4 separate regions of the Mus musculus genome follow, and all the other regions are linked to region 2. Evidence: chromatin contacts called from public HiChIP or PLAC-seq and promoter capture Hi-C data. All regions are on one chromosome and are shown on one strand. The core of a region is the stretch at or near the end of the contact, and the rest is flanking DNA. Distances in the headings are between cores, read along the strand shown.

The links. Promoter capture Hi-C pulls out the DNA fragments that hold promoters and counts their contacts. HiChIP or PLAC-seq counts read pairs in DNA pulled down with a chosen protein or histone mark.
Region 1: a promoter capture Hi-C map of hippocampal neurons shows a contact between it and region 2, with 3 times the contacts expected there. The contact joins the enhancer-like site here to the promoter of Ryr3 in region 2. A contact is called at or near these places in 14 of 39 promoter capture datasets (the 3T3-L1 cell line, the HPC-7 cell line, cranial neural crest and 10 more), 1 of 484 Hi-C or Micro-C datasets (myocytes) and 3 of 115 datasets of contacts at active chromatin or transcription factors (VIP interneurons, forebrain and stem cell-derived neural progenitor cells).
Region 3: a promoter capture Hi-C map of second pharyngeal arch cranial neural crest shows a contact between it and region 2. The contact joins the enhancer-like site here to the promoter of Ryr3 in region 2. A contact is called at or near these places in 10 of 39 promoter capture datasets (3T3-L1-derived adipocytes, the C10 cell line, the HPC-7 cell line and 6 more), 1 of 15 datasets of contacts at CTCF or cohesin (the NIH/3T3 cell line), 9 of 115 datasets of contacts at active chromatin or transcription factors (SST interneurons, VIP interneurons, embryonic basal ganglia and 6 more) and 2 of 9 other capture datasets (adipose tissue and embryonic stem cells).
Region 4: a contact with region 2 is called in an H3K4me3 HiChIP or PLAC-seq map of neural tube, with 3 times the contacts expected there. The contact joins the enhancer-like site here to the promoter of Ryr3 in region 2. A contact is called at or near these places in 10 of 39 promoter capture datasets (the 3T3-L1 cell line, the C10 cell line, cranial neural crest and 6 more), 2 of 484 Hi-C or Micro-C datasets (both in cortical neurons), 9 of 115 datasets of contacts at active chromatin or transcription factors (SST interneurons, VIP interneurons, embryonic forebrain and 6 more) and 2 of 9 other capture datasets (embryonic stem cells and pancreatic islet).

Annotation. Positions count from the first base shown.
Region 1 is chr2:112,911,055-112,914,589 of GRCm38.p6, forward strand. Ryr3 (ryanodine receptor 3) reads right to left here. Exons shown (of 104, transcript NM_001319156.1): 13 at 1,181-1,349. Among named protein-coding and RNA genes, the nearest start is that of Ryr3, 300 kb to the right of the region's middle. Within about 2 kb of position 1,702, at least 3 of the 459 cell types and tissues checked have an H3K27ac peak or open chromatin away from gene starts, as enhancers often do. A contact at or near this core is called in hippocampal neurons, where this site is marked.
Region 2 is chr2:113,215,441-113,218,977 of GRCm38.p6, forward strand. Ryr3 (ryanodine receptor 3) reads right to left here and starts at 1,643. Exons shown (of 104, transcript NM_001319156.1): 1 at 1,500-1,643. The coding sequence starts at 1,550.
Region 3 is chr2:112,841,696-112,845,105 of GRCm38.p6, forward strand. Ryr3 (ryanodine receptor 3) reads right to left here. Exons shown (of 104, transcript NM_001319156.1): 31 at 2,929-3,092; 32 at 122-287. Among named protein-coding and RNA genes, the nearest start is that of Gm22676, 340 kb to the left of the region's middle. Within about 2 kb of position 1,381, at least 2 of the 459 cell types and tissues checked have an H3K27ac peak or open chromatin away from gene starts, as enhancers often do. A contact at or near this core is called in second pharyngeal arch cranial neural crest, where this site is marked.
Region 4 is chr2:112,864,393-112,867,745 of GRCm38.p6, forward strand. It overlaps Ryr3 (ryanodine receptor 3), which reads right to left. Exons shown (of 104, transcript NM_001319156.1): 22 at 2,883-2,986; 23 at 1,635-1,718. Among named protein-coding and RNA genes, the nearest start is that of Ryr3, 350 kb to the right of the region's middle. Within about 2 kb of position 1,834, at least 3 of the 459 cell types and tissues checked have an H3K27ac peak or open chromatin away from gene starts, as enhancers often do. A contact at or near this core is called in neural tube, where this site is marked.

The sequences.
Region 1 (3,535 bases), core at 452-2,951, 300 kb before region 2:
TTTTTTCCTGTTTGTTTAATTCATCCTGTTTTATTTTGTTTTTTAATTTTTATTTTTTAGTTGCCTTTTTGCCTTTTGTTTTCTAATAAGGGGGGGGGGGAAGGAAGAGGGAGAGGGGGGAGGGAGAGGGAGAGGGAGAGAGAGGGGGGGGGATTTAGGTAAAAGTGTGTGAGAAGGATGCAGAAGGAGTTGGGAGAGGGGTAACTATGATGAGAATATATTGTATGAAAAAAAATTTTCAGTTTAAAAAATTCATTTATTGGCATCAGACAATCATGGTCATTTTCTTTACTCCTAGGGGGGGTTTATAGACAACAAAACCTAAAGCAAAACTTCAACCCCTTTTCTGACATTTTTACAAGAGGAAGCCATGCCATGAAAACTTCTGTGTCTAGGAGAAAATGGTGAATGTCCTTTAAGTAGTCTGTAGCTCTGCAGAATGCTGCCAGGCCCTGGTTTACTTTAATGTGAAGACTGAACATCTCACAGCAATAACTTAGGATGAACCTCCAGCCATGGAGTGCTGGAGTTTACCACAGCCTAATAACACCAGATCATCATGCCCAAGTTCAGAGAAGGCTCTGATTTGTCTAAGATCATCCGGAGGCCTGAGTCTTAGGACACCATACTACCATTTATTTATGTTTCCCTCACATTCAGTCCCTGCCCCAGAGACTCAGATGTTCACTGTCTAATAGCAGGCATACTGTCACGTGTATCCTTCAAACCTTCAGACACTTCTGTTGTGGGTGAATATAAGCATTTGCATTTTACCAGCTGGTTTCCTAGGTAATTCTGACGTATCCCAAAATTTGTGGATCACAACCACCAGCATGTGATTACAAGCTGATTTATTGTATGTGGCTTCTGGACACAAATTGCAATGAAGCATTAAATCTTAAGCAGTTTGAATGTGCCAACCATCACTAATATTCCAGTGGTGTTTGTCAGGAATACCCGCTCCTCCCCAGTAAATCCTTTTCTTTCCAGTTTCTGAGAAGCTTCTTATTCTTAAGTCTGTTCATAAATGTGTGTATACCTACAGACAAAGCTAAGCTGCAGCAGTAAATATATTTCAGCTCTGAATGTAAAGAATCAATCAGTCAGTCAGTAAATCTATCAAACAACCAATTAGTCTCTGTCTCTCTGTCTGTCTGTCTGTCTCTCTCTCTGGACTTACCTCCTCCTTGAAAAGATTTTGTCTGTTCTTTAGAGAGCGGAGCTTATTCTGTTTGTCTTCATGTTGCATCTCGTCCTCTGGTGGCTGGAAGTAGGCTATCAAGTCTTGCAGGGTCTGCAGAACCTCTTCTGTTGGCAAGGCGACAGGGGCAGTTGTGCGATTGTTTCCACTAAAAAGCCATGAGATGATACTGCTCAGGGGCCAGGTACTAGCGGGACCGTGACTAAGGTCTTCTGGGTCCTCACTCCTTCCAGCCCCATGCTTGCCACAGGGAGCTGCTTGCTGAGGTAGTCATTGCACCAACAACCTCAAGATGAAGTTTGCCCAGCAACACAGCAGCAGGAGACAATATTTGTATTCATTTACAGCTATTTCGTAAACAAGGAGACATGATTCCTCTTGGCACATTTATTTTCAAGCAACTTACAGTTTATCCTTGCATTGCTGTGCTCAGCACTCAGCACCAAGCAGGTCTTTACTGAGTGTCTAATGATGATTTCTGTATAATCTAAAGAGGGAATGTCAACTGTGGTTATCAGGATGATGATTTCTATCTGGAGCAGATGGTTCCCTTCACTCACCCCATCTGTCTGTCACACTTCCTCTTTAAATAAGCACACTTGGAAAAATAACAAAGGTATTAACCTACAATACTGTTCTTTCAAATTATGTTACCTTCATAGAACACATAAATCACAAGGCTGGGGAAGGTGGGGGAGGTCTATCCATTTTCCCTCTCTTCTCTCTTCCTCTCTCCAAATGTCTTCTGATGCATCTGTGCATAGCTTTGTATTTGCGTATGTGCACACTCTTGCTTTCTGTCACTTGTTAATGTCACCTTTCCTCAGTGTATCTCTTTCCCTCCTTTGGATCTTCCTTCCCCTGGATTCTCTCTGCACATGCCTCCTTTCTTAGGCTTTCAGTATTATCCCTCTCAGTTCCAGTGTCTACCCCTCTTGGTTTCTGTTACTTCTTCTTAATGCTAAACTCAAAGGGCTACTGTCAACATCTTTGCCTTACACATATTTCTGAGATTCTCTATCTATCACACTGTTTGCTTATCTGTCTTCCTGCTAGTTCATAGCCACTGTACAATGGGAGAAGGAGAAACCATGATGGAATTCTAACTTTCCTTCTTCACTGCCCGGTCCTGTTGTATCTCTATTTCATAGTGTAGATTTGCCTTCTGGACCAGCCACTGCTTACTGTTGGCTTCTCAAAAGAAATGGAAGACAAGAGCCTGTATCCAAATTATTTTTCTCTTTCATTTCCTAGGTGTTGCTAAGTTGTCACCTCTGCTGTATGGGTTTATTTGCCATTAGTTCTTCTTTCTCCTAAAAGAGGCTGTGGTGGTTGAGAAAAGTAAGAGCTCTGTTGGGAACAAAGTGCCTGTCTATCTGTCTGTCTGTCTGTCTGTCTGTCTGTCTGTCTGTCTGTCTGTCTCTATCTATCTATCTATCTATCTATCTATCTATCTATCTATCTATCTATCTATCATCATCTATCTATTTATCTTCTATCTATCTATCTATCTATCTATCTATCTATCTATCTATCTATCTATCTATCTATAAAGATATAGACATCTCAAATTGGGAAATGTTTAATTTTTTAAATACACAAACCTTGGTAAGAACAGTAGGAGGCTATTGTCTTTTAGGTTAGGGATGCTTTTCAGTCAGTTTCAGGGCAAAGACCTGCAACTGGGAAAGGCAGGCCAAGGGCAAGAACTGGCCAGGGTCCATGTTATCTATTTATATCTGGGTGAATGTGGAACCTCAGGAAGATATAAAGTCAGCTCCAGGAATGAACTGTCAACTGCTTAAATATCAAATGTATTTTGCAGCCAAACACAGACCAGTTGGTGAATGTTCTTAGACCAGAAATGCTAAATGAAGCACACAGGCTGAAGTTAATGACTCAAAACAGTAGGTAGAGATCACATGAAGAAATAGGAAGTAAGGTGAGAGGGCATTATAATAAAACAAGGATTTAAATGTAATTTTCTGGTTTTGGTCTTTTCATTGGTTCAAGAAACCATTCTGTAAGACAATCATTATAAAACTGTGCTGCTAGGCTTCTAACAGATAGAGATATCACCATGGTAATGTTACCACAAAGGAGGAGGGAGAAAGTAGAACAATATTAGAATAATGTTGCTTTACTTAAGTTAGTATGAATTTAAAATAGGTTATTTCAAGTTAAATATACACTGATATTACTGAGAAAAAACACAAAAAGATGAAAATAAAAGTTCTCCAAAGCTGAACAGTATACTAGAAATATATATTTAACCCCAAAGAAGCAGTAAAAGAACAAAAGGGTGAGGCAAAACCAGAAGAATGAAAATTATAA
Region 2 (3,537 bases), core at 393-2,892:
ACAAACAAACAAACAACATGGCTGAAGAGGGCACAAATCCAGAAGCACCTGTGCTGTTAGTCATTCACTATTGAGGACACCTGTTGGAGGAAAAGCAAAAGGGTCCCACGGGGCTCTGGGAAGAACAGGTAGTTTGCCGGGCCCTGAGACAGTGGGTGGGCTGTGTACAGTGTAAAGATGAACCAGGACAAAGTAGACGAGCTTCTGGCCTCTCGGACGTATTAGGAGAATGGTTGGTCTTCTCTGTCCGTCAAACAAGACCCAAGACTGAGCCTTGACCAAGGAACTGTGTTTGAAGAAGAGACAATGGAAGTAAGGATGGGTCTGAAAATTATTAGAAGGAAACTGCAAAGCAAGAGGGAACGTTCCAAAAGATGGACAGAGCAAAGTTGTCGTCCTCTATGACCAGGACAGAAAGAAGCAGGGCGCTCTTAAAAAGGACAGTGCAAGGTAAGATTTTCATTCTAATTCTCCAGACCTACCTACCTCGTCACCTAGCACTTATAAAGCATTTGTCAGTTGCAAAATATTATGGAATTCACTATTTCATTTAATTATCTTTCATGAAATGCTAGTTACATTTGCCTCCATTTTACACGAGAGGAAACTGAGGCTACGTAGAGAAGATTATATGAATTGTTCAAGGTCAGGTGGCTGAAATCAGCCCTAGGAAGCAACCTGCTGCCCCCTGTCCTTCAAGGTGGTCGACCACCTTGAGTTGTTAACTCCCGAAGGGGAAGACAGGCATAGCAGCGCTGGACTTTGCCCCGTTCCCCAAATCTGGGATGGAGCATTGCCCTCCATCCAGCGCCAAGAAGGGGACCTGATGACGCGGAGCCACAGACCGGGATTTCCCCATTCTGCAGGGTTCTTGGGAGCCTGGAGCACAAACAGTAGCTCTCACACACCCGCGGGTGAGTCAAGTAAGGTTTAGCAGCAGTTGCTGAATAGAGATTTAAAGAGAAGGGAGACGGACAGTACTGGATGAATTCCCTTCTGATCAGTCCCTACATTGCCACCAAAAGCAGGCGCCCGGTTTCCAGACCGGGATCCCCACTCTCGCCCCTGCCCCATTGGCTCCTTTCTTGACTGTCCCCTAGAGCCCAAAGGCAGCTCGAATGAGGGACCCGGCAAGGTGTGGAGGTGACAGGAGGCCGGTTGTGGAACACCTCTGATCTTCTGGGTCGGAGGAATCACAAGCCAAGCTCAGCTTGAAGTTTGAGCATCAAGGGTTTCAGACCAAGTAGCGAGTTGCCCGGAGAGCGAGCAGTCCCGGGTGGGAGACCTGAGAGTGTGAGGTGGCAGCACGGAATGAGGGGGAAAGGCTGAAGAAGGGGCCCCTTTCCACTCAGCCCCTCACCGCGGAGAGGTGGCTGGTCCGCCTCTGCAGCCTGCGAGTGCGGAGAACGCGCCCCGCACCGCGGCGCAGCGCAGCCCCTCCTCACCGCGCCGCGCTCCTCCCCACCTGCCCGCCGCCTCGCCCGGCCGCCGAGACTCACAGTCCTCAGGAACTGGATCTCATCCTCGCCTCCTTCTCCCGCTTCGGCCATGGCTCCCAGGGCGTGCGCTGCGCCCCAGCCTCGGGCGCCTCTGTTTCCCCTAGGCAGCGGCGTGCGCTGACTGCTGCTCTGCCGCTGCTCTTTCTCCTCCTCCTCCTCCTCCTCCTCCTCCTCCTCCTCCGTCCTCCTCCTCCTGCTCCTCGCTCAGCCTCAGCAGCGCCGAGCTAATCCCCGACCATATAGGGAGCTGGGCTAACACTTGACTGCACTGCAGAGCGCCAATGCCAGGCGAGCAGCCCGCCCACCCCTCTCTCCTCTCGCCCCAGCCAAGTGCGCGGCAGCCACGGACTCCGCGGACAGCGCAGCGCGGCGCGCGCCGGGCGGGTGTGGGGCAGAGCTAGGGACCCGGGCCGGAGCCGTGGAACCTCCCCCGCACCGCACGGCACCGCACATTCGGTGGAGACGCGCGCCCCGCGGCGACGGGAAGATGGCTCTTACACAAAGGCCAGTTGCTTAGATTCAGTGCCCCCAAATTGGGCACAAACCCTCTAGATTTGTCCACTTTGCACGGTGCATGTGTGTGTGTGTGTGTGTGTGTGTGTGTGTGAGAGTGTGTGTGTGTGTGTGTGTGAGAGAGAGAGAGAGAGAGAGAGAGAGAGAGAGAGAGAGAGAGAGAGAGAGAGAGAGAGAGAGTAAGTATTGGTTTCATATTTGGGTGGGAGTGCCCATCTGGAGCAGGGCGCTGACCACTCACCACCTCACCACCCATAATGGGTGTTCCTTTTTCATGCAGCAAGGAGAGACTGAGGGTGACTGCTCATCCATAACAAAGTTTGTAACCCCGTGGGTAGCTCTTCTTTAGAGAACCCATTCACTCTTTAAAATTTGATAAGGAGAGGGTACAATAATCAGAATGCACAGTACACGTGCATGAAATTGGCAAAGAACAAACTCAATAAACGTTTTGGTTTTGTTTTTTGTTTTTGTTTTTTTAATCTGATAAGGACACTACACCCCCATTGAATAGAGCTTCACTAGCCCCTGGGAGCTTCAAGAAGCTGTCCTCAATTTGGAAATCAGATGGCGTCAGAATTGTTTCTTTGTGCCCACGCTTACCCATACTCTGCACTTTAGAGCTAGCCCTCTGGACTCAGGGGAGTGTGAGGCTGCTGAGAGCACACAGTGTGTCCTAGGAGGCTACTAATCCTTACCTGACCTTGGGTGGATTTTTTAGGATTTGGGAGCAGTGAGATTGGTCCTCTAAAAGCACAGAGTGCAGGGTGTCCCTTCTGTATGCTGGTCAAGTAGTTTCTGGGCAAAACAAAAATGTTTTAAAAGAAAGTGCCTCAAGATGTAGGTGAGTAGCAGCTCTGGGTCTGAACCTACCAGCTCCTCTAAAGGCTGCCTGGAATACAGCATGCCATCCACACATTGTGGCACTTTACCTTTCATGCTTGCCTCTATGCCCAACCTTTGGATAAAGACTCTTGTCTCCATCACTGGCAAGAGTACATGTTGATAGATGAAAGGCCGAGGAACGCCATCAGCCATGGCTAGAACTTCAGCAGAACCCAGGGAACAGTGAAATACTCTCCGGGTGCTTGAACCATTGTAAGTCATCAAGGAAACCAAGAGCAGTTGACTAGAGGGGGGCCGTGTGACGGACATGGTGGCTAACTGACAGCCTATGGGGCCAGAGAAAATCTTTCCTTTTAGTCCGTTCAGCACTTTATACCTTTTTACATACAGCGTTGCTAAGTGCTATATGTATAACATCTGAAACCTGACTAATGAAATAAAATAGAGCTATATCTAATCAATACTGCTTACTTGTCCTACAACAGGGACTCTTAGGTGTGTTTTATCAACGAGAATAACAAAGCTTTAGAACATTAGAGAAAATGGCCACCATCATATAAATAAGCATCTCCTTTGCTATGCATTATTATCCATGGTGACCAGTTACCCAGATGGTGTTAATGGGGCCGGTGCTGTGTCCTCAATTCTAGGAAGGCTGGTTAGTTTCACTCAATTTGCG
Region 3 (3,410 bases), core at 131-2,630, 370 kb before region 2:
TAGTCTGCATGGGCTTACCAACTGGGGGAGGATGAGGGGAGTGGAAAAGAATTAGGAACATAACCATAAACCCCAGGCCCAAGGCTCAAAGCAACAGCTCAGCCTCGGAAGCCACACCTACCTGGTAGCAGGTGCCAAGTTCCTTCCCATTAGCTGAGAAGGACAACATGCCCATTGCCAGATCTAGAAGGCAGCCAATCTCCAGGTCTACATTGCTCCGACTTGATCTTTGGGAACTGGCTACAATATCCCCACCCCAGACCATGTAGCAGTTGCTGCGTTTCACACTGAAAACCAAAGAGAGAGGAGTTGTAGAATATGGTTTCGGTGGTTTGTAGTCACAACTCACTTGTAAAATGCCTCAGAACCACCATTAGTCCTACATAATTGTTTCCTTGAATGAAATTGTTCAGCTTCAACTAAATTTACTCAGGCATGAACCATTGTGTGTGGGGATGTGGCAGTACGGCAGGCTGCCTCCTTCCAAAGACATTGGTACTTAGATAACTGTTTCTCAACCCATTAGCAATCCAATCTTCTGATATTGAGGAGAGCAATACTCCCATTTTAGGGACAGAAAAACCACAGAGAGGAGACTACCTTAGGCAAATCTACAGAGAAATTTGGATGAGAAGCAAACTCATTAATCTGGGTTCAGTATTCCTGTCTGGTCTTTGAGATCATAGGCCATAAAGTGCTTGAAAACTTGGATAATATTCTTTGGAATGGCAACTAGAATCCAGATAGACTGTTTGTCTCTGATGGCCTCCCAGCTCCCTGAAGTATACTACACTGTACTGCTCTCTAGAAGTCTGTTGGCCTCACTACAAAATAGCCCAAATAGCTAAATAATCACTTTCTCACTAGCTGCCTACCCATTTCCAGAGTGTAGAACTCCACGTGGTCTTTATATTTAAAGGCAAGCTGTGATGACCAAAAGCCTCCAAAAGGTTCCCAAAACCAAATTTCTTATTCTTTTTACTTTTGTGGTGGTGGGACTGAAACCCAGGATCCTATGCAGAGCAAGGAAAGGCTTTACCACGGGGCTGCACCCCGAGCTAGACTTTTTTAATTGCAGGATTTTATACCCAGAGTGAGCTTTTTGAGAAGATAGGCCACATGCATTGTGATTCTCAGAGCCTCTTTCAATGGGTGATGACAAGCAGTCAGGTCTGTCTCCTTCCCTGCTCACCTATAGTGCAACAGCTGAAGGTCCTGGGCCTTTGGAGTGATGTGATGTGGCCTCTTTTAAGAACAACTTATTCCTTACTTGATGCAAGAGAAAATCCTTTGAACACACAGACTGATCTGATGTAGCTTGGCCTAAGTTCTTGTGGCTTAGCTCTGTCAGCTGTGTGAAGGAACTTGGACCACGCATTCAGCACTGTGTGGTGGACAGTTCCCCGAACCCTGAAGGCCGTTTACCTCTCTGAAAAAATATCCAGGCTGAATTAAGATACTATATTTCCTTTTGTTTGTAGAAGTCTGACACTTTCTCCTGTGAGTGGAAATACCCTCTCTGAGTAAACATCCCTCTCCCTTCATTTCTTCTTATTCTGGACAATAATGGGCTGTTTTCTCAGGATGAGTGCCCCAAGGCAGAGACCTCTGCAAATTGAGTCTTCCATTTATAGCCATGGATAGGTTTCTATAAAGTTTGAACTCAAGCCATACTATCCCTGCTTTATAAATTACAGAATTCAATTACTGATGTATTGAGCTGTGTACTGTAAACTGGCAGGCTTTGTGTATATTTTAAAGACACCAAATTTAAAATGCCCTGAAACATGTAAAACTCAATTTTGTGTTTATTGCTTATTATGTCAGACAAAGGACAAAGAATTATTGAGCACTGCAGTGTGCCAGGCTTTGCTCTAAGTGCTGGCAGTAAGAGTTAATATTTATCAAGTACTTAAGATAAGTCACTGTCTTAAGCATTCTTTTACAAATTAACTCATTTACTTCTTATAGCACTCTGGGATTTGAATAATTATTTTCATTTTATATATAAGGAAATCAAAGTTCAAGCTCACATGGCTAGTAAGTGACTAAGAATTAGTTTCAAGCTTATTCAGTATCTAAACTTGACTTCAGAGTCTGCTTTTATTCATCTGCCTATAGGGGTCTGCCATTGGGTGACATGATTCTTCCATGGCCGGCAGGTTTTGATGAGCAATACTGTATAAAAAGCCCTGACAGGAAAGGATTCCTGACTTTGTAGAGTGTAAAGGCTTACCTGAGAAGAAATCTACCACATCTTGGTACAGAAATACACAGGGAGATGATGTTCCAAACCCATAGGAGAGGAAGTAGGCAGGTGATATGACACTAGTTTAAGATGATGTTTGGGACACATCTGGGCAAAGGCTTTCCCTGGCAGCAGTGCCAACGGACAGTGGTGACCTAGGTAGACCTGAAACATGTTTTTCCCAAAGAGCCCTAATCTCTACTCACTAGTTGTTCATGGTTCTCTCTTTATATGCTTTCTGCTTTGAGATATCATAAACTCTTAAGATGAGGGGTTCTGACTTGTCAATTGCTGTGTGCTACTGATCATCTGTTCGATTTCCTCAGAACTGGCTTCTCTCAGACAAATGGAGACTCTTCTATCTTGTTCTGATGTTGTAGTAACTGGGACCTGCCTCAAAATCATGGAACCAAATGTGGAAAGGGCTCCCTGATTTCAAGAATATATAGCTTTCTCTTCTATCCCTGGATTGTGATTTCTATATGTGATAAAATGACCTTCTGTCTCTACAAACATTCCTTTCCACTGTCATGGTGATCCCAGTTTCCTTAAAGCTTTTTAAATCAGTTAAGTTCCTATTCACCATTTCAGATGGGCTGGGATACTTTCTTCATTTGGGGTGTAGGGTTGGGTATAAATGTGTGCTGTAGGGAGAAAGGCGCTTCTTGGGACCTCCTTACCTTTCATGGACCCGGCCTCTTTCATCTCCCAGGGTGACAGTCACAGTGCAGTTTTTATTCAGGTCAAACTTTTCACTGTATAAATGGTAGTCCGGAGTCACCCATCCAACCCAGACACATGATGGGTCCTGCCCAGCAAAAATGCGGATAGCATAGTAGCATTGCTGTGGAGGGGACAACAGAGTGTGTGAGGGGGTCTGTCTGGGAGGAGAGCTGAGAGATAAAATCACTCAGTAGCTCACTTGGCTCATTTTTGTGAAGAAGCACACACTGAAAGTTTCTTTTTCTTTTCCTATTGGGTCTCACTTTGTAGCTTGAGCTGGCCTTGAACTTGTGGCAACCCTCCTTCCAAAGCCTGTGTCACCATGCCTGGCTCAAGGCACTGTTGAAGGTATATTGTGCTACACTCAAGACATAGGACAAGGCTGTGTTTTTTATGCAAAGTCTTGAGAAAGAAGCTGAAAAAGAAAATGCTTATGCCC
Region 4 (3,353 bases), core at 584-3,083, 350 kb before region 2:
TGATTCCTGAGCTTTTGGTGTGGGAGTGGGTACAGCTAACTCATCTATGGCTGAGCACTCATAGTCACACTCAATACTGTAAACAGTAATGAGTTTGTGTATTAGTTTTACTTTACTAAGATTATATGTGTGTGTGTGTGCATGCATGTGTGTGTGCGTGTACATAATCACTAAGCAAATAAAGGCAGAAACAAAATCTTCCCTCTTTGTAGCATCTTACAACTAATATATCTCATATATTTCAAAGGATAACATTGAAGAGCGCAGTCAATAATGCAAATCTATCTTTATATATAAGAAAACTGTTTATGTGCTGTGGAAATGAAGGACACACTCAGCATGTTGCAACATCATCTGAAACCTCTCCATTCTACTTAGGAACACAAAATGTTAAAACCATATTGACAAGGATAAAACTTGGAAGTAAAGGCTTTCTTATAAGTTAGCATAGAATGGCCACCCATTCTTGCAAAGCCCAACCTTTCCTCTTGGAATTAAAACAAAAAGCCGTGACAGCTGAAAATTTGTGAGCATGAGGTGACTTTTGCAGTTAGTTCTCCATTGCAGGAGTCATGGCCTCAAATGCCTATAATTTGCAACATAGCATGCAAATTTGAAGGAGCTTACTATGAGTCAAGTGGATATATGTATAAGGGCAAAGGTTGAGTACATTGTGAATAGGGTGACTATCCCCAGGGCAGTTATTATATCCATGTGAGAATATGAGTCTAGAGGTGCCCATGAGCTTTAGGACTACTAACTGCCCAGACTAGAGCAAAAACTTGAACATGGTAATCTAAGGCCAATTCTATATAGAACCCTCTGCAAGGCACGGGATACAGAATCTATGGTAGTCATAGGAGACCATCCAGTCTCAGGACAGCTGCTCCTGATAGCCTCAGTATGTACTGGTTCTAGCAACCTCAGCTAGAAGTATGCCTCTCCAGATATCCTCTCTTAGATACGATTTCCTTGACATCAGGAGCTATGACATCAGGAGACTGACTCATTATGGGCTTGGGAGTGTAAGCAGGATAGTGATGGTGAGCATGTCATTAAGGATGGCACTGCTTTGGCTCTAGTCACGACACTTGTGTTTTATTGTGTGCATACCCAGAGCTGGCACTGAGGAGCAAGAGAACAGAACAGTGAATGAGCCAGCAGACAGTGTGAGAAACTGTCTGGATGTAGAGATAGGAAAGACAGTAGGACACACTAGAGCTATAGAGAGGTAAATGAAATCCTGATACAGAATCCCATGTTCTTAAGGATTTATGTGTTATCCCAGTGCCAGGGCAGTGGAATGAGTCTCTGCAGTGACTAGGAACCATATCCAAGCTCTTTTGCCAACTGTTCTTCCTATTCACCAGAGTGGATTCATTTGAGGTCTGCATACCTCCTAGCTAAAAATTAATCATACTAGCACTAGGTCTGGGAAGAATGTGCAAAAGGAGAGGGGACTTTGAAATGCTTCTTTTCCAGTGGGTATCTTCTGAGGGTTCCAGTCATCTAAGTAACTAGAGGAACATTCTAAGATGACACAAAGTCTGTCATCTGCCTTTGTGCATGGCCTCTAAACCTCCCCCCCGCCCCAGCTTCCATGTTCTGCTTGAGCCATTAGAAAGTTCACTTACTTTTTGGGAAGCTTGACTTTCTTTAGATCCTCTTCCGCAGCTGGGTTAACATGAGCAATGTGGCACCCCAGGGCCAGCAAGGTTCTGTGATATAGCATAGGAAGAGACTTGTGTCAACTGAAAGATGAAGGGTAATAAGAACCCTAACCCATGTCTGAGCTGGTTAAGTGGACAAAAGCTATTCATTTAGACCAGAGGTTGTTCAACATATTCTGTTAAGAGGCAGACAGCAAGGCTTTGTGTACCACATATCTCTGTCACAGCTACTTAACTCTGCCATTATGGGGAAACAGTAGCCACCAATAATATGCAAAACAGTGAGCCTGGCTTTGTTGCAATGTAAATGTATTTATTGAAACAGGTGGCTGGTTGGTTTGTCCCACAGGCCATAATGTGCCAACTTCTGATTTAGGTGATAGCAAGCATAAGAACGTGAAAGAGAAGCTTGTTAACTGCCCCACATGGAGACATTTTCTAGTTTTGAAATTCACTTTGAATTATATCAAGGACTTGGGTTCATGGAATAGACAGGATTCTAACATTAAATCTTTAGGTCAGCAAATACTTGCTGCATGATGTCTGTATAGCATCTTGAATTTTACTTGATGTAGCAAGATGCATAAAATGGTTTTCTCAAAAAGCATAGTACAATTAAAGATAGCGTGTTTGTAAGCCTATGACATCTTTGTTATGTGATCAGACAATGTTAGAGTATTCTGCACTGACAAGGAAAAGAAAATACAAAGAAGCAGCAGTCAAGAGTCACAAAGGGAATTATGGGAGGTCCACATGGACTAGGGAGTCTGGGTCTTTTTTAGGATCATAAATGAGATGGTGGAACAATTGAAAGTTGATTAAAAACTTAGATTTTAGTAATCAAACCAAATTTTCCTTTGCTTTCAACACTATCCTATTTTTTTTTTTTTTTTTACTTGATTTAACACTAACCACAGTAACATTTGGTCCTTTGGTTGTATTTCTCTCCTCTATCCTGCTCCATGCCTCCTGCATTTTTCCCATTTCCAGAAAAACAGCAAATGGCAAATGGTCTCTGGAGAAATACATTCACTAAGCACTAATGTGAGTCAGCTCCTTACTGTGTTAAACTCTGTGACATGAAGAATCACTATTGCCCAGGATTTATCAGTGTGTTACGTTTGGAGACAAGAGGGACATGCCTTTGCAGTTTAGTTACAATGCATCAAACCATCCGCTCACTGTCTAGTCCGCACTCAATTAAACACTCACTTCAAGGTTTCCGTTGACATCTGCAGGTTATAATTCTTCTCAGTTTCAGGGAGCTTTGAAAACTCCACAAGGCAGGGATGCTGCCTTTTGTTGTCATCCCGCACCTAGGTGACAATATAAGAGGGGAGAGGATTTAAGTCTTGACAGCTGGCACTGACCTGTGAAAACAAAAGTGAACATCCTTGGGGGGGGGGGGCACGACCAGGCAATCCATGTCAGACAGGACAAAGACAGCAACTTGCTGATAGGTGAATGCACGTGATTCTCTTGGGAATCTTACATATGGCTCCCAAGGTGACAATGTCTTGAACTCTGAGGATGTATTTCAAGACAGGTGTTTGCACTTAGAGCATAATTTTTCAGACAAGTATGCTACTGTTTTTATAGGTGGTAGCCATGCTTTCATTAAAAATTCACATCACCATAATGTTACTGGAGGATAGCATGCCTTTGACCACAAAGGCCTACAGA